Regions from separate parts of the Mus musculus genome. Here region 2 is linked to region 1. Evidence: chromatin contacts called from public Hi-C data. All regions are on one chromosome and are shown on one strand. Each heading gives the region's core, a stretch centred on a gene start, on an enhancer-like site or on the middle of the called end of the contact. The rest is flanking DNA. Distances are from core to core; before and after follow the strand shown. Region 1 overlaps Gm30905 (a long non-coding RNA gene). Region 2 has its middle 85 kb from the start of Gm31409.

Region 1 (4,652 bases), core at 1,578-4,077:
GGCGAAGTTCTTCGGAAGTGTAAAGGCACACAGCAAACAATCCACGTGTTTTGGGTTTGATGCTCACCATCACCACACTCACAGAAAGAGCCTTTGAGCGTGATGACACGTGTCCAGAACCAAGTCACTCTCAGAATCATTGAATCTGAACTCCAAATATAGCATTTTCACACAACATTGAAAGTTATTGTTTCCTATTGCATTCTGTGTAGTGGTGGAGAAGTCTGAATTGAAAATGAAGCTTGATTACAGGAATCATGAGAAGATAGGAGAGAAAATCCTAAACATTTCATTTCATTAAAGGTTTTAAATGTTCAGCTGGGTTAGCAATACTTCCGGTCATTTCTATAAAGATGTAAAACCATTTCTGAAGGAATGAAAAAGGTCAAAAAAAGATTTCCTTAAAAACAGCCATAACCACCACAACTACCGCAAGCCTTTTTGCTGTGTGCTCCTTTCCCACAAAGGTAACCAAAAAGCCCAGAGATATGTGAGCAGAATCAGACCTAACTTTCTCAAAAATGCTTGTACTGTGATCTAAAGCTGGAGCCTGAGATGCAAAACCTAACTTAAAAAGCAAAGTACATTGGTATATTTACTTTGAATACACCTTGTCTTTGAAGTTCTTTTTTATTTTCTGATCCATTTTCTTTCTATTTCAATGTTTACACCTAAGGTGTATATTTAATAGTCTTACTATTAATGCTTTTAATGATGTTAACTTCATCGTTAACTTCTTTTCGGTGTTTAATTATGAGTCCTTTTTATGGTTAGGATGTTGTTTTACTTGCAAAGCATTTTACTTCTTTGTATATTAAACCAACTGAATTTCAACTTTTTATAACTGCATAGTAGAACTACTTAATTTCCTTCTGATTTTAATACTTTAAATTTTGAGGGAGAGGTGGTACTTATATATTAAAGCCACCACTGCTTACATCCTTACTAAATACATAACCATGATTCACAGGATTCTTTTGTCCTCTGCAAGAATTCAGCTAAAGTGGCAGAGGGCAAGTTAGCCTTAACTTCTGTGCTCATCCTGTGTTCTTTAAAACTGTCCAAATTGTATTAGAATTTGCTTATAATGATGTTCTATGATTTCCTTGTCGGGATACCTGCATTTGTGGAAAACTTAATATTGATTTCATATGTCTTTTGCCATCTTTGGACAGCCTGGTTAGCAATTACAGCTCCTGGTGGCATCTCTTTTGTCTTTTCATAATTGTCATTTCTTGTCCTCTGCTTAAGATTAAAATATGAAAATTGTACCACATGTGCATCAAGAGTGCATTAACCAAGTCGTCAGCAGTGTCTGCGATACACCATCATTTAGCCGCAGTTCTTGCCCTTACCTCTTCACTTTATTTACGAAATTTGCATGCTACAATATAAACTTGAATGAAAAATGCATTTGAAGGTGAGCCTCCCCGATATCCAGTCCTCGTCAGGATCATTACCATCTTCCTGAGAAACCACTGGGGTCTTTCGTGCATTTGCTTGTCTGTGCCAAATGCAGTCTGCCCTTCAGACTGGGATCTCGCAGAGGCAGGCAGAGCTGTGCCGTTAGTTTCTCTTACTTTAAAAAGCCTCCCAGTTTCTGAGAGTTCTCGCCAGGACTCTCATCTCAGTCTGCGTTTTGTAAAACAAATACGGTTTTGTACAAGTATTTAAAAAAAAATCATGGAGCAGATCGAAGTGAATTCTTCCTGACCACAGACGGTATCTAGCAGACACAAATTTCTTCAGAGCTTTGTGAAGAGCTGTAGCAAAATTCCAAACTAAACCTGTCCCATTTCAAGAGCAAATATGCCTATGTGGGGAGAAAGGTGGGGTGGGGTGTGACCCTCCCAGACCACTTACATTAAGAAACAAACCAAACAGAAGTTCAAAAGGTATTTACATTTAAGTGGCGGGGAAAGAAATTTTCAGCTAATTTGAGGATTGTGTTGTTTCTTGTACCACCCCCAACCAGTCAATTTATATAAAAACCTACAGTTATAATATCTGCTATATTTTAAGATTTTTACTTGACTGAACAGATTTTAAAATGCTTGCGAAGGTTTGTTTCCCCTTCGTTGTATGATGAAAAGAAATACCACATTTTAAAATTAAATTGAATAAGTGCTTGACTACTCCACCCCACACACAGGAATACAGACCTACTTGCCTATCAGCACACTAAATTCAGCTAGTTCCTCCTGCAAAACATTCATTTTAAGAATCCCTATTGTTTTATTTTAGTGCATTTGTTTGGAGACTTTTAAAAACTGACTATGAACAAGGAAACAATAAATGCATAGGCAATTTAGAGCACAGGCAGGCCTCCTTATGAGACCGTGTAGCGCATTTGTGGGTGTTGTTATTGTTGTTGTTGCAATCTAGCTAATAAAGGCTTTCTCTTGCACAAGAGAATTTTGACAGGGTTGACTCCAGACAGCTCTCCAGCTGAGGTCTGGGACCTTGCTGAACCTTCAGAATTTTCCCATTTGAGCTGCATCAAAGTGAAGGAAATTCAAGGATCACTAACGTCTCAGATGGTAGCACTTGCCCTAACAACGAAGGTTCAGGAATTCTTTGGAGCAGACTGAGGTCATTTTTCTCCCCTTTTCTCCTAATGCTTTTCTCTATTAATCAGAGCTCAGAGCTCAGATTGGTGTTCAACTTCCTCCCAATCCTTGCTAAGCCTGTCATTTCTGGCTATTATTTACTTTAATGGACTTTGGCTGATCCCTTATGAAGCTTTGGATCTGAGAATAATAAGGCTGGAGAGTAACGGGCATAGACATGGGTGTGGGTTTGCCTGCAGATTAACCGTGGCAGATGGGCTTTATTGCGGTTTCCTGTGTACTGAGTGTTGATTGAGAGGGTATAATGAGAGAGGTGGTGTCTACACAATAGTCACGGCCACTTCATTGCACTTTGCGTCTAAACAACCCCATTTTTCTAAATCTTTGGGTTGTGAAATTTTAGGAAGTCAGAGCACAGGGACAAGTACAAAAACAACTGTAAATAACCATGAATGTTAATCCAACACTAATTGGTCCTTTCTTTCAATATGAGTCCATTTTGCTCAGTTTTTAAAATTCTGGGTAAATTAATGGCAAAGAGAGTGAAACAAAAAGTTCTTGCACTTGGCTGAAATAGTGAGCAACACGTATACATGTATTTCTCTCTCTCTCTCTCTCTCTCTCTCTCTCTCTCTCTCTCTCTGTGTGTGTGTGTGTGTGTGTGTGTGTGTGTGTGTGTGTGCGCGTGTGTGTATATTTTTGTTTTGTTTTGTTTTTTATCTGTTTTGTTTTGGTCTTCATGTTTTTGTTAATCTGCTTGCTTTTATTAAACATATGCTGTATTTAACTTTAACATCAGACAATAGATGTTCAAGTTGTGGTGACTTCCATAAGCCTTTAGATAGGAATATCTTCAAAACTGATGCTAGCACAATTGCTTTATCCTATGCAGGGTAAGTCAGTGAATGTGGACCCTTTTATATTCCATGTGTTTAATTCAAGCGTCTGCTTGACTGTAACCTACCATGCGGTTAATACATTTTTGTTATAGGTACGATCTAACAGTCTTTTACACGTTGCTCATATTTAAGATTTTACTTAATTCCTCCCTTTCATTAGTGGATTAAATCACAATCATTGGTTCTTTTTTTTCTTTGGGGGCTTTTACCCATCTGTTTTAATGCTTTCATCCTGCACCTCTTGGTCTCAGAGGGGTGTTTGGAAAATGAACCGCCAAAACCTGGAGAAGACTCTAGGTCAAGTTTTCGTCCAAGACTTTAAATTTTTAGTGACAGTCCTCTCTCATGGCTGCCTGAAATTTTGCACACAGTGCTGCACAAGCGAGCACCACCAATTATTCGTTTCCTTTGAAAACCATTATCAAGTTTTTCAAAACTTCTTTCATTTCACTGTTGTCATTCAGTGAAAAGGAAACTAACCACCGTGTCAAGACAACTCAGCTGCCTAGCAACGCAGGGCCACATTTTAACTCTGACTTGCTTCTGGTCTTGACTAATAGAAAGTGACTATGTTAAGCCAGTCACAAACGTTGTTTGTCACTTCTGAAATCCAAACAAAACTATATTGTTTTCCAAAGTATTGGATGTGATTGATGTAAAGATTTACAGTAACATCATTCATTTTCTCTTGTGTTTCAGTAGGATTGATGTCATATCTTTTCATGCTTTATTAAATGCTTTAAAAGGCCTCAAAAAACATGACGCTTTTTGTCCATTAAGAAGTCTAAAAAGAAGGGCATTTTTTTTTCCTTTCCAGTGCACTAGGCTTCAACAACTTGTGAAGTTTAATGAATCTATTCAACTAGTGTCAGCCACATCAATAAGTAATTTAATAAGAAACTATCAGTCATAAAGGATAATTCAATTCAAACAATTACAGAGGAACAGACCAGACCAAGATCAACATTATGGGACAGAGAGAAGAAGAGTTAAGCTTTTAAATCATGAGTCTCCAGATTCATTTCAAAAATTCCCCACAGTTCTATGGTCATGGTTTTGAAAAGCTGTAGGTTGCTATTCTTGTAATTTTAATTATAAATCATATATGTTGTGGTGTTGTAGCATATTTAAGTCCCCCATACACATACAACATGGTTATTCAAAGTGAAGGACTGAACTGTTT
Region 2 (4,045 bases), core at 1,448-3,947, 1.4 Mb before region 1:
ACCTACTTCCTAGTTAGACTTGTAAGGCTTTTATGGTACATTAATGATTAAACCACCCCAAGAGAGAAAGAAAACACCCCTCTACATCCATGCAAATTTTGAACTAATTACTAACAACAGTACTGAGCCCCATAAATAAGATTCTTCTGAGAGCAAAGTAATACACACATGATTAAAGAAACCTGGAACTAGCTGTCTTTATGGACTAGAAATGGTCAACAAAGCTTCCCTCAATCTTTTCAGTAAGCCCAATGTTCAAACAGTTGTAGTCGGGGAGTGTGAATTTCTGTATGTGAATTACACAAATAGTCTCTCTGCATCTCATCCCTACCATCAACTCTGAATTGTGAATCTGCTCAATGGTCAGCAGGACACATCAGTGTCATGTCCTGCCTTAACTTTTGCTTGGAGATCTCTGGGTGTCCACCATCAGCACAATTCTGCTTCTAGCCCTTGATATAAACCTCAGTTCTCAAACAATGTCTATGTATTTAGAGATGTTTCAGGATATTATGCATGTCTAGTCATTTGAAAATTTCATCACTTGTGTCTCGTTCTTTTTTTTCTGACTCTTTCTGGGAGGAGTAAGCTATGGAGGGAGGAAAGGAAACAGGGAAGAGATGTAATTATATTTTATTTTTGAAAAGTAAACAAAAATCAAAAGAATTAAAAAATAGGTATGTGAACTTTACATTTTTGATCTCACTGTTTTTCATTAAAGTGGCTTTGTTTTCTTGGGGAATGGAGAATGGGCTCTCACACATCTTGATTTTGTCAGTGTCAACTGGTAGGCAGTGAGCAGATGACAAAACATCCTCCCTTGCCTCTATGTAGTTCCCCTTGGCCACAGGATGCCTTCCTTTTCCCTCTATTTTCTCACATGAGGCAGCTATTATGGGACACTGGTCATCACCACTCTTTCCCCTTCTAGAAACATCACTGATGTTTTAGTACCATGTCTGACTTATATAAACATTTTAAGCCCAACTATGATGCTGGGGTTGTAAATTCCCAGGCTGTGAAAGTCTTCTTTGCACCGCGGTTGATGCTGTGGCAGGAAGGATAGAATAAAGAATTTTATAGTCACTTGGTGTATCCTGGGGGTGAGAGCTGGGAAGAAGCTCATATCCCTGCTCTTTTATATATATATATATATACATCTATTAAAAAAGCTAGCAGGCGAGCAAGTTCAAGAGGTCTTGGATGGAGATTACTGAGTCGGCTAGTTCCTGCAGGTGCTGACCTGCTGAGACAGGGTAGTAGGTCATAGAGTTATCCTCACCATGCTCCAAGGAGGAAACCTGCTGTGGTTAAAGGCTGTGTTCTTATTAAATATATACTGTATGGAGCGTCTGTTGTTCCTGTTAAACCCCTGCCTAGAAAAGTTGCTCGTAAACCAGAGTTACATTAATGTCTCCATAGACACCTTACATTTAAAACTATCTGACACTAACCAAATGGGTAGTTTTTATTGGTTTTTCTTTGGCACAGATGTAAACACTTGCTTTCATACAAATATGCACTATTAGGCTTTCACAAAGCTGCAATGAACTACTTTGAGACTATACCCTTGTGTACTGATGTCTGTCTTGATCAGATCTTACTTTTTCTATTAAGAACAATAGAACTGAAATCCTCCAGTTTGTAGGAAGGTCTTGATTCTTTATGCAGAAATGGGATGTGCTTTTGAAAGGAAAGCAAGAACAGCTGAACTCTTTCTTAGCACATGGAACAGGCTAAAATGGTGCAGGATAAACTGTTGACTAAATATGACTTAAGGGAGATGGTTTATTTAGAGTGACTTTAATTGAATGTGTTTCCTATCACAGGAAAATGAAAACTGCAGTGATAAATATAAAATGCTTTTAAATGGAATCACTATGTAAGCCAGAGTATGACATTGACTTACAGTAGCAGATGTTTCTGATTCCGAATTCAAGAATCAATATATTTTAACATCACTGCAAACCTCTAAGGAACTGTATGCCAATAACTGATCTAAAGATGCCCTCATTTTGCTATTTAAAATTATTATTATAAGCATAAATATTATCATAATAAAGCAAATGAATTAATATTACCTTAATATTTGTGATTTATTTACAATTTATATTTTTAAAAGACTATCACTTATAATTACTATATAGTTGCTATAAAATCTTGCTAACGTGGTGCCCTTTTTTCTTTATCCTTGGCATATGAACCATTTGCTTCTAAAATGAAGCTATTTTATCCCTTGTCATCACACAGCCATAAAAATTGCAAGCAGTCAGAGGTTAGCAATGGCTGCTCTGCAGACCCAAAGCAAAGCTTAGTAACAGATTTTCAAAGCAGTTCAAAGAGTCCAGCTTCCATCTGTGTTTGGTGAAGGATGCACAGACCTTGGGGCATCTGAGACTCAGCTTCATCTCTAACACTTGGAATAACAAAGGTGTTAGCTTTCAAAGCTGCCGTCTCCCCTCCTGGGGTGGCTCTGCAGACCCAGTTCATGGAAAGTGGGAGACTTCAGAGCAGGCATTCTCCTCCTAGACTTTGCCTCCTTCTGGGGAATCTTTGGAGGGTGTCACAATGGTGGCCTCCTAAACATGGGTTACTGCCAGTAGAGGCCATGAGCTAATGAACCTTATAAACAAATCCCTTTTTCTGATGTCTTGAGCAAATTGTCCACATAGACGCAGCCATTTCTTTTCCTCCAGATGAGTGGTGCTATTTAATCAGAAGAAAGTAGAGGGTGCTCTCTACCCACGATAAAGTGATGAATGCAGAAGGAATATCAATTTTTCCTTTGATTCAATTGCTTTTCAAAAACCAAAGCAAGGAATTGTTTTCTGGGAAAGAGCTCAAAATCTGTGTCTTTGGTATGTTTTAAATGAGTCTAAGATTCCAATGAAAACCGATCTCCAGCAAATGCATTCATACAGACATAATCTTTCTTGACTTTGTTTAATATCCCTTGTATTGGTTGTCTAGCATCTTGGCATGTTGTCTTCATGAAGATAAGGTAATGTAAATTGATACACAGTTAGCAGGCTACTATAAAATGTGTGTATTTGTGATTTTTATGATAATCTTTCTGTCTACAAAACAAGGTGGAAAAGTTAAGAAGTTGAATTCATTTGCATACAGCAATTGTTTGACTGAGTTATTCTTAGATATCAAAAGCCCTCCAAAACTATATTCTCAGTTCGCCTCAGAAAATTTAAAACAATCTCAAATTATTCCTTAATGATCTCCAAATTCTAGTAAAAATACCTTAAGTAATTTTGATAATATGTCTAAAGCATATGTGTATGAAGTATATTATCTGATAATTTACATAATAACCATCTTTTTATTTTGAAAGATAAATAAAATGGAGCTTAATATAAGAAAATGGATTCAATGACATATATAATATTTGTATATAAGGGCTATGTCCTTGCTATGTCAAGGATGGTTGTTTTTAGAAATAGCTTGTAAAAAAAGTAGCATATATATTTGTGTATATATATGCATATATACACACATATATGTGTATATATGTACAAGTAAAATATACATTTACTTAATTAAAATCACAGAAATTCTAAGTAAAAAAAGTCAATTTTACTTTCAACATCAAAATTTAAACTATCATTTCCATATGACAAACCATTTTGTCTGAAGTAAAAATAAATCTTAGGGAACAGTTAAAAATATAAGGTAAATTAAAGCAACCTATATATTTCCATGAAGACGTGAAGATGTGGTCAGCTTCTGTGTGTGAACAAGGCGGAGAGGGAGTGCAGAAGGCTTTACAGATTTCCAGTTGGAAATCATATGCAGCACTAGTTCTCCGTGTGTGTCAGCAAGAAGACGTGCACGGAGAACCAGCCAGAAGGCAGTGCTCAATTCTTAAAGCTTCTGCATGTGAAACTTTCATTTCGTTTTTCTTATTTATTTTCATAGTTCTCTTCCCTTACTGTTAATGCCTGTCCAAAAACCCAAAAATGCAAAACCAAGGCCGGGTCGATGAAGACTGTTAATGCACAATAGTAGCATCAAACAATGCAAAATAGGATCTCTT

Evidence for each region. A called contact is a pair of places that touch in the nucleus more often than the background predicts.
Region 2: a Hi-C map of cerebellar granule neurons shows a contact between it and region 1, with 6 times the contacts expected there. The contact joins two enhancer-like sites. A contact is called at or near these places in 1 of 39 promoter capture datasets (hippocampal neurons), 1 of 15 datasets of contacts at CTCF or cohesin (pro-B cells), 29 of 484 Hi-C or Micro-C datasets (adipose-derived mesenchymal stem cells, brain, cerebellar granule neurons and 11 more), 2 of 115 datasets of contacts at active chromatin or transcription factors (astrocytes and neural progenitor cells) and 2 of 9 other capture datasets (embryonic tail and embryonic trunk).

Annotation. Positions count from the first base shown.
Region 1 is chr9:90,691,311-90,695,962 of GRCm38.p6, reverse strand. All of the region lies in intron 1 of Gm30905 (a long non-coding RNA gene), which reads left to right. Among named protein-coding and RNA genes, the nearest start is that of Gm30905, 11 kb to the left of the region's middle. Within about 2 kb of position 2,827, at least 25 of the 459 cell types and tissues checked have an H3K27ac peak or open chromatin away from gene starts, as enhancers often do. A contact at or near this core is called in cerebellar granule neurons and cerebellum, where this site is marked.
Region 2 is chr9:92,044,228-92,048,272 of GRCm38.p6, reverse strand. No RefSeq gene overlaps it. Among named protein-coding and RNA genes, the nearest start is that of Gm31409, 85 kb to the right of the region's middle. Within about 2 kb of position 2,697, at least 6 of the 459 cell types and tissues checked have an H3K27ac peak or open chromatin away from gene starts, as enhancers often do. A contact at or near this core is called in cerebellar granule neurons and cerebellum, where this site is marked.